2 separate regions of the Callithrix jacchus genome follow, and region 2 is linked to region 1. Evidence: chromatin contacts called from public Hi-C data. All regions are on one chromosome and are shown on one strand. Each heading gives the region's core, a stretch centred on a gene start, on an enhancer-like site or on the middle of the called end of the contact. The rest is flanking DNA. Distances are from core to core; before and after follow the strand shown.

The links. Hi-C and Micro-C count contacts between places; a contact is called where the count stands out from the background.
Region 2: a contact with region 1 is called in a Hi-C map of skeletal muscle, with 5 times the contacts expected there. The contact joins the promoter of TIPARP here to the promoter of LEKR1 in region 1. A contact is called at or near these places in 2 of 3 Hi-C or Micro-C datasets (both in skeletal muscle).

Annotation. Positions count from the first base shown.
Region 1 is chr17:28,732,333-28,737,350 of calJac240_pri, reverse strand. LEKR1 (leucine, glutamate and lysine rich 1) reads left to right here and starts at 2,580. Exons shown (of 13, transcript XR_013528479.1): 1 at 2,580-2,661. LOC103788753 (a long non-coding RNA gene) reads right to left here and starts at 2,556. Exons shown (of 12, transcript XR_013528510.1): 1 at 2,435-2,556; 2 at 1,349-1,515.
Region 2 is chr17:28,872,838-28,877,853 of calJac240_pri, reverse strand. It overlaps TIPARP (TCDD inducible poly(ADP-ribose) polymerase), which reads left to right and starts at 2,877. Exons shown (of 6, transcript XM_078353980.1): 1 at 2,877-3,083. LOC144579962 reads right to left here and starts at 3,310. Exons shown (of 3, transcript XM_078354562.1): 1 at 3,227-3,310; 2 at 2,500-3,122; 3 at 1-478. The coding sequence starts at 3,310. The coding sequence ends at 460.

The DNA.
Region 1 (5,018 bases), core at 1,331-3,830:
AAGCACAGACACTGGATCTTCATAATCCAACACAAAGTTCTGCAGACCATGTAGAAAGCCCTAGGTTAGTCTCTAATTAGAGAGTCTCTATTCCAAAAACTAGAGAGCATTTCCTTCCCCAGGGGTCACTGCCATACAGAGGGGTGGAAAAAATAAAGGATCATAAAAATAAGTTAAAAGCAACTTAATTTGGCTATTACTGGATAATTTTTAAAAGTCACAGTAAAAAGTGAAAATTAGCTCAATTAAAAATTAACAGCATAACCCAAAACTTTATTAAACATGCCCAATGATGGGATTATTTTAAATTGTACTTCAGTTCTAGCATGGACAGTAATGGGGCAGGAAGAAGGATTAGGGAGGGCAAGTGAGAAACCTGAAGAAAGACCAAGACTAAACACCAACACAGAGCACAGGATACGTGGCTTTTTTTTTTTTAACCTATTTTGTAACATCCTGTCACAATACTTCCTTTACACTATCTTCTTTCAGGAATAACACCTTTTAAAAAATGTTATTCTTCATAATTTAACTCTTATCCCTTGAATTTCTTACTGGGGTCTACTGCTTTCCAACTTTCTTTTTCTTTGTTTTCTTTTTTTAAGAGACAGGGTCTGGCTCTGTCACCTAGGCTGGAGTGCAGTGGCCAGCTCATAGCTCACTGTAGCCTCAAATTCCTGGGCTCAAGTGATCCTCTAGCCTAGGCCTTTCTAAGACTACAGATGTGTGTCATCACATCAGACTTATTTTTTTTTATAGTGACAGAGTCTCACTATATTGCCCAGGCTGGTCTCAAACTCCTGGCTTCAAGGATCCTCCTGCCTCGGCCTCCCAAAGCTCTGGGATTATAAGCATGAACCACCAGGCCCAGCCCAACTTTCTATGATAATGAAAATTCTGTATCTATGTTATATCATACAGTACCTACATGACTACTGAGCACTTAAAATCAATATAGCAATGGAATTTTTAAACTTACTTCATTTTAATGAAATTAGTTACATGAGGCCACCTTACTGGACAGTGCAGGTCTAAGGTAAATTTACAATGGAAAGGAAATTGATCTCAAAGACATTATGTAGGCAAATAAACACAGATGAAATTAAACCACAGAGTGAACTTCAGCTTTTGAGCTGGATTTTCTTCCATCCTTAAAGTGTTGCCTTTCCTTGTCATATACACAAAGTACTCAATAAATAGTCTTACTGCTGATAGTAATACTATTAGCAAAAGTAGCCTCAGAACAGAGTGATCTTGCATTAGTTGTGCAAATTCCTGTCCCAGATAGGTACTGGTTTTGGTGTCCTATATCCAAACTTCCATTATTACAAAATGAGAGCAGTCCTACCTTCACTGTCCCTCAGATAAATATGATGAGGATGAATAGCTCTGAAAGTTCTTTCTGCTTCTCATAAGCATTTTGTAGCTGAACACTTGGTTGACTGTCCTCTAGGCCTCTTCATCCTTTTCTTCCTCCAGTTATTGCTTATTTTTTTTTCCCAGATAAGTAATCCTCTTTGAGGGAGTGGAAACAGAAAATCAAGAGTAGGCACTGGGGCAAAAATATCAGTCAGGTCAAGTGTACAAGATACGCCTATTTCCTAGACTTTTTAGTGCCAAGGAACAAGGCACTAAAGTGTTCAATACTTCATGGTGTCATTAATAGCTATCAATAAGCAGTTTAACTGGTGAACCAGTACTGCTCTGGATCATTTAATCACTTCTCTAGGTTCAATTAATTTTCTTTGTATTTACTTGATCTTATTTTATCAATACTAAACCAGTCTCTTTGCCTGCTAGAGAGCCATTAGTATTTTCTTTGGTTCTTGAAAGAGCTGTACTTGGACCTTATATAATCCTCAGAGAGGCAAGATCTGAACTACGAATAAGTCACCTGCTAATTATACCAATGGCTGCTCCTGCCTTGATCAGTCACAGAGTATCACCCTATTTCAGTATGCTGCTCTGCTTGTCGAGTAGTAGGCAATAAATACTTGTTTTATGAATGAATATATGAATAAAGGGAAGTTAGTCACGTGTAAGGGTGAGCAGCCTGCGATAAATAATGTGTAGACTAGGAGGTCTCAAAATACTTTTTGAACTAAGTCCTGAATCTTCACTACTTTGGACTAGAATGGAAATGTCACCAACGCCTTCCCAATTAATTTGCCCTCGCTGCAACAGCTGAGACCAGAACTTCCCATGACCTCTACAGGAGCCTCTACAGGCATCTCTTTTTCGTCTGCTCAAGAACAGTAACTGCTCACTGCTGTGTTGGCCACACAGGCCCAGAGCCGGGGGTGAGAGGTAGGGCGGTAGGTTCCCGACTTGTGGCAGTGCCTCTCTCCATCTCCCCCGCCCCTGCGAGACTGGGACGGCTCCCTCCACCTCAGCAGCCGCTATCAGCCCCCTCGCCCGCCTCATCCCTCGATACCCTTTTCTCCCTCTCACAACACTCCGCGTAAGATTAGCCCATCCTTCCGAGCCCCGCCACCAGTTTTCCCACTTCCGCCCGGTGCGTGAGGCCCTGGGCGGTGCAGGGAAGCGTTGACGACTGGCGTGGGCCGTGACGTCACCGCGCCCTGACGTCAAGCCGACGGGTGGCACGGTCGTCCGGGAGATCGGGAAAGCCGTTTCACACCCGTTGTAGTCAAAGTCGAGGTGAGAGACGATGGTTTTCCTCAGCCTGTGATGACCCAGTCTGCCGAAATGCAGTTCCGGAGTGGAGGCGTGCTCGCACCCTGGGAGGGCCAGAAAGCTGAGCCGCGGCGCCCCAGCGAGGGCGTGAGGCCTTGGGCCTGGACTCCGCTGCCACGGTCCTCTGCGACCCCTTCGTGGTCTCTGCCAGCCCGCGGGGCCAGGGCGCAGTCCCTTCCTCCCAGTCCGGGAGAACGCGCGGCTCTGCCTCCTAACCCCCGCACTTTCCTCCTTACGGCAGCTCCAAGGGGAACGGGGTTAGAAAGGGAAAAATTTGAAGGCCATTACAGCAGTTTTGTCTGGCCTTGCGGTTGGTTTCTGTGTGGAAGATCCCGCCGCTTCAGGGAAGTCTTAGGACGTGAACTCCCGTCTTCTGCCCTTGACCTGCTCGTTTTGGGTGATTCACCACAAGGGAATGGTTCTTTACGTAAGGCTTGAAAGCTGAACGTCAGTTAATGGCCTAACGTGACACTAGTGTGAGAAAGGGAATTGGAAATGAACAAGGACGTGTCTGCATTTTTAAAAATGTCTTTTCGGTGATCTTGTTGGAGAGCAGGTTCACAACACGCACGTAGCCGCAGCGACATCACTGCACTTCTTACCAAAGGGCAGTCCACACACATGCAATGAGAAAGAATTAAAGGGACTTGTTTGATAACACACTCAAAACTAAGACTAAATTTAAAAATCACGAATTTTCCCTGTTGCCAAAATTTTCCCTGTTGCCTTTTTTTCTTGAGAAACTAGTGTTTGTGCATACTTCCTCTATTTAATATGTATGCAAATCTTTTTAAAGACCTAGGAATGCTTTTCTTGAGGGTCTGGAAGCCATTTCTTTGAAAATGTAAACATCAAAGAAGATAGGGCCCCAATCTCCTTGTCACTTTGGAAGTTTAACCTAGGTGCATTATTCCTAATTGTAAACACCTGCTTTGTTATAGAGCTATGCATTAGGAGGAAAGCCATTAGCTAACACAGGTGGTTACCCCAATTACCAAATGAATTAAAGAGGAAATATGAAAGAATGTATAGAACACTATATTAAGCCCTCTTATATGAGGACTAGTTACCAATTTTCTTGAGAATGTGTGTGTAATGGATTGTGCCTCCTTGACTATATAAAGAAAAGTGGGATTTCCTACTTTTTTTGTAACCTCATTAGCAGATTAGCTATGATGTTCATCAAAGCCTAGTTGAATGCCTCATTACTAATAAAATTGTCTTTCTGTATTGCATTTTCTGGGTTGGCAGGATATTTGTTTTTAATTTTCCCCCAATAATCAGAACCTGCCAGTTCCTCACCTTCTTATGGCGAGGCCATCAAGTTGGAATAGATTCACGCACAGTGAAGACACTAAACAAAAACTGTTCTACTGGTGCTTTGTTTATATTGTCATTTAGATCTGTGCTCTCAGATAATTTTATGGGTGAAACTTTAGAAGGATGTTTACCTGGTAATTTTTTGGAAAATTCTACTCCCAATAGAGTTGAAGTTACTATTTTATTTTACTGATGGCAATTCCACTGTTAAATGACAGAAATGAGAATAATGAGCCTTCTGGGCTCTTGCCACATGATTATGATGATCTGCTAAACATAAGATTACATTTGTGCCTATGTTGACATGGTTAATGGTACCTCTGTTGCAGACCTCAGTTAACTTTACCACACATGTCATATTCTGTTTTATGTGGGGAGACATGAAGCTCATTAGTTTTTGGTTTTAAACATCAACTCACTGAAATGAGTCTTGGTGCTAACGCAGGGGACGAGGAATCTTCTCTTACCAGTGGTTGCACCATTTTCAAAAATAATGCCACTATAGGACTTTTTGTCAATTACAGTTTTCCTGCTACCTTGCTGTATGACCAGTGTTGCTCTCTCTGATAAAGTACTTGGCTTCTCCAGTCTCTCTTGTCAAAATCTTGCCCTGACTAAATGCAAAAAACCTCAGGAAGCCTTCACTAACTCCCAACTCCCATCTGAAACATAAGATATTTTTCTTTCTTGATCATCATAGCCATGTGGCAAGAGACTGCTCTTGTCGATAACTTATGGTCCTCAAACTTTCTTCCCTGCTCTGGAATTGTGTGTGTATTGTCTGACTCCGCTGCCACTGCCTTCCCCCTTCCCCTAACTCCTTAGATATGTATAAACAGCCATCACTCATGAAACTAGACTGTTTCCATATTTGGGAAGGATTAAAAAAAAAAAAGGAACCCAAAATGCTCCTCCATTTATCCTCTGTGGCTTTATGAAAGTAGTGACTGACATTTACATGGAATGGTTTTTATTAGAAAAAATCTGTTAAAAGTAAAACA
Region 2 (5,016 bases), core at 1,628-4,127, 140 kb before region 1:
CAGGCACATGCCACCATGCCCAGCTAATTTTTTGTATTTTTAGTAGAGACAGGGTTTTACTGTGTTAGCCAGGATGATCTCGATCTCCTGACCTCATGGTCCACCCACCTCAGCCTCCCAAAGTGCTGGGATTATAGGCATGAGCCACTGTGCCTAGCCTACTTACATTAGTATCTAACTGGTAGAGCCTAGAAGCAGGAAGATTACTTAGGAGATACAGTTTATGAATTAGCTAAGAAGGTGTTCATCTATACCTAACAGATAACAGTTTAATGAAATTGGGATTTATTTTTTAAACACATTGAATCTAGAGGCAGCCAATCTAGGACAGCTGCAGCAATTTCAAGAGGTCATGAGTGAATCAATTTCCTTCTATCTTTCTGCCCCAGCATCCTTAGCTTATGGCTTCTATCTTTATATTTTCCAAGTCATACTCATCTTCATCTTTGTCATGAAATTTCATCTCCATTCTGTTATTCTAGAAGAAAGAACAAAAGAAATGGGTGACTCTATATTAGGAAAGGAAATGCTTTTCTAGAAATCTCAAGCATGTGTCTAGAAGGGTATCCCATGGCCATCCATAACTGCATGGGATACAGGAAAATGAATTTTTCAGCTAGGCACATTATCACCCTTCCTTCAAAAAAAGATGAGCCACATCTGAAGTAGAGATTGTAGAGGATAACTTTTCTGGAACAGTAAAACTTCAGCAGCCTGAAGAGCCTAAATCCAAGACTTTGAGTCCAGAATTTGGTGCCATTTTTCCCTTTGAGGCAATTAACATTCAGAAAGCAATAGTGGAGAGAGGTTGGGAAACTAGCCCAAGTTTTCAACTGTTTCAAGGAGAGTGGGTATGGAATTGGATGAGTAAAAATTTTGAGTTCAGGACCTGAGGAGGAAAGATTTTAAGTTGGAACTGGGCTATACCCTGGAAGTAACTTTTAATTATTCTTTGATTGGATTAAGGTGGTCTGTCCCTAATCTAAGTAACTACTAATATGTCACACCTCCCAATATTCACCATCTTGTGTAGTTCCTTCCCACACTGATACTGAGCTTTGCCATGTGACTTGCTTTGGCCAGTGACACAGTAGTAAGCATGATAAAGGTAAAGGCTTGCACATTGAGGCTTGTCTTTTTGGAATGTGCGCTCTTGCAACTCTAAGACTATGATGCTGCGAGGAAGCCTAGATTAGCCACATGGAGAAGCCATGAAGAGAAAAACCAAGGTATGTAGGTAACAGCCTTCTTTCTGTTCCAGCATCCTTAGCTTGTGGCTTCCATCTCCATATTTTCCACATCATGCTCACGTTCATTTTTGTCATGAGACTCCATGTCCATCCTCAAGTCCCAAGATTTATGACCCTAGTTGAGCCATTCCAGCCAGGCCCCAGACATCATGGAGCAGAAATGAGCCACCTGTACTATGCTCTGACTGAATTCCTGAGCCAGAGAATTCAGAATCATGAGCAAATAAAAAAGCCATTGTTTTAAGTCATTGTATTTTGGGGGTGGTTTGAACACAGCAATAAATAACTGAAATACTACTAAAAGTATGAAGAATGTATAACAAATAACCTAATTGTTGGAAAACAGTGGAATTAAAAATTATTAAAAGGACAGTAAATAAACAACAAACTAGAAAAACAGAAAGCGAACAGTAATATGGTAAACTCAAATATTAGTTTCTAGGCAATCTATGTACAAGTAGACACAGAGCAAGATCTTGTCTCAATAAGATTTTAAAAGTCAAGATTTTCATCTTTTACCTATTGTCCTCTGAATTCCGCCCAAATCATTCACTTTAGTTTGATGGCCTTGATGCAATTTGAAATAAGCTGCTGAAAAGGTAACACCCTTAATCTATTCTTTGCTGGTGTGCTTACCCAGTCTGGTTTAGAACAGTTTAACAAAGGCTTACAATCATAACGTCTATGATTATTACCTCTTAGCTTCTAGTTTTACTGACTTCCCTGTCTGGAATTACCAGCACTTTTTTTCATATAAATGAAAATCTCACCACTGAAAATCGATTCAATATATGGCGTCACAATTCAAAAAGTATTTTACAGCCCAGAAAATATGGCCATTCCATATGTGGTGTGTATTTCAGAGGTGAGTACACAGTGCTCTACAAGCTCCACGAGGACAAAAATGAAGTCCAGGCTACATGCCTGGCACGTAATAGGCGCTCTGGCAGACATTTGCTGAAAGAATAAATTAGTCACTACGGCGTTTGTGGGCTTTAAAACGCAAGTAAATGCGCTTCTAACGTTAAAGCCTCGGAGCTAGGTTTCCCTTCTGCAAGGTGGCGTACGAGGCCCACGAAACAGTCGGCCCCTGCAGGTGCGCAGCCCGTCCGGCCTGTCCCGCGCGGGGCAAGCGACCTCGTCTGGTGGCGGCGGTGGCGGAGGCGGCCGTTTGCTTCCTCACAGAGTGCTCCGGCATCAGGGGCTGGAGGCGTCTGGGGAGGAGGCAAGTAAACAAAGCCAACCTCACCGAAACGGGTTGTTCCGTTTCACATCCTCCCTAGAGTGCCTGGGTCTCTTCGGAACACAGTGACCCTCTATCTGTCCGCAGGCAGGTGGAGACCACGCCACGCAGCACGCGCTTTCCTTCCTCACAGCCGGACGCGGACCCGCAGGGACCCTGCGGGCCAGAGAAAGGACACGCCCCCTCGCGGGAGCACAAGTCCACCACACACAGCCAGCGAGCCTCTCCTCGAACGAGCGCGCACGCGCGTGCAGGGGGCGGGTCTTCTTCCCGGCACCCACTGAGCGCCCGGCCTCCTCACCCCACCCCATCCCCCTCCGACCGCCCAGGCTCCGCCTCCGCGACGGGGCCGTCGGGAGGCGGCGACCGGAAGCCCTAAAAGCAGAGATCGAAGTGACAGGCGAGCTGGCTGGACTCAGAGCGCGGTCAAGGCTTTCTGCGTTCGCGGCGGCGGAATGGCCCGTGCGCGGCTGGCCGCGTCGCCGCTCTGTGATCCCTAGACGCCGGCTCCCGCCCTCGGCGCTGACCCCCGGCGCGGACGCTGCTTCCGACCCGGCTCCAGTCGTCCGTTCTCTCAGACTCTCGTTCAGGTAAAGGGCTCCGGGTGGGTGCTGAGGGGCTGAGGGACGCTAGCGGGGAATGCGAGCGCCGGCCTCGCGGCCCCGGCCCCTCGCCAGGAGTGTGCTGGGCTGTCGCGGATCGGGGTGATTGATTTTGAGACTGCCCTTTGTACCAAATTCACTCGGATCCTGTCAGCATCAGGAAAGAATTGGTTTACACTTATTAGGCACTTGGAGCCTCTGGCAGGTGTATACATCAGACCGAGGCGCTGAGGGATTTAGTTGGGGTCGCCGGCGCCTGCCCCTTCCCAGTTCGTCAGGGCGGGGGTGCGTCTATGTGGCCTTTCCCGCCGGCCGACCCCGGGTGCTCTGAGACGCGGAGGAGCCCTTCCCAGACCCGGGGGGAGGGCACAGCGGCTGCCGGAGCCTTCCCGCTACCCTGCGTTTCGGGCTGCAGCCCAGAAGTTTGGAAGCTATTTTCACGTTAACTTTGAAAGCGCACAAGTCTTCGCCTTCCTCCCAGCCGCCGCGGGAAGCGTCAGCCGCGTTTCCCTCGCGCTTCGCGGCTCAGTTTTGCAAGCCTTCAAGACCCGTGGGACCTCCTCGGGAGGTGGGCTGAGGAGGTAAAGAAGAATTAAAGGGAAAGGTGCCGCGAGTGACTTCTGGGTTGCAGGGAGGCCGGGGCGGGTCTTCGGTCAGGAGGAGGCTGGACAGGGGTTGGGGGCGCCCCGACGCCTGCTGAGGGGAAGGCAGGGGCGGGGACGCCCGGGAACACCCGGAATTGCAGAGCCGGGCGGCGCCTCAGCTGCGCTGCGCGGAGTTGGCGCGGCCCGGGACTAGGAGCTGAGCAAACCGCCGCGGCCGGCAGGAGGCGTCGCTCGGACCCGGGCTCGGTCGGCGCCGGGGCGTCGCGCGGCTGCTGGCGGGCAGGCTTAGGAGCGGCGGTTTCTTAGCGAGGGGCAGTCAGCGGGGAGTGCCGGAGAACCCCGGCATCAGGAGGTGAGGGGTGTCGCGGTGTGTTGCCTGCCGCTGGAGACCGGAGGATATGTCCTCATCTTTATTTTTCTGTTACGAAAACTAATTGAGGAACTAGGTTCTAGTCGCTTCCCCACTCCAGCCACTCCTCCAGTTCTCTGCCCGCCCAGTTTTGTTTCCGAGTTTGATGAAGGGCAATAATAGGCAAAGTTGCGAGCTTGCTTGCGTGTGTACGCGCAGACACGCACATAAATGAAATTGATTTAGTGTCTGTTTTGCCTTGATTGGATTTGATAGGAGTGGTCAGAGTGAGTGCGCGTGGGGAAAGCACAGGCCAGTTTGGTATGGTGGAGAGGGAATACCACAATCTGTGCCAATTGTGCCTTGAGGCAACAGCACCGAATGATGAATAATAATGCCTGGCTTGGCTGCTTTCCAGTTGATTTATGTCTCATGTCAGATCCCTCCTTCTTCGTGAAGCTTTCCCTAACAATGCCAGCTCACAATGAACTCTCCTTTTTCTGCCTTTTCCTTTTGTACTTATCATGTACACTTAACACTTTGTTATAAACTATGCTTTGTATTTTACTTTTCTGAATTTGATGCACTTCTTACACATAGATTATGACTCTCCAAAGAGATTTTTAATATTCATTTTTGGGGGACTCAATTTTATCTTTTGTTGACCAACAACAAAGAACTAAGCTTTTCTTAACTAATTCAGCTAACAAAATGTATATGAAACACCAGCTGTGTGCATTGTGGTAGGCACTTTACTGGGCACCTAGGATGCATATTTGATTAAGTCATGGGCCCTTGCGTCACAGATCTCTTTCAGTCTGTTGGACAAGAGAGGATTAATTGCTCATCACCATTCCTTTCTCACTTGGCACAATCTTGGTAAATGTTTTCAAATTCAGGTTTTTTTCAAGGGCTGTGATTCTTGGAAGATAGGACTTTTTCGTCTCTTTCATTAGTTGATTAGGAA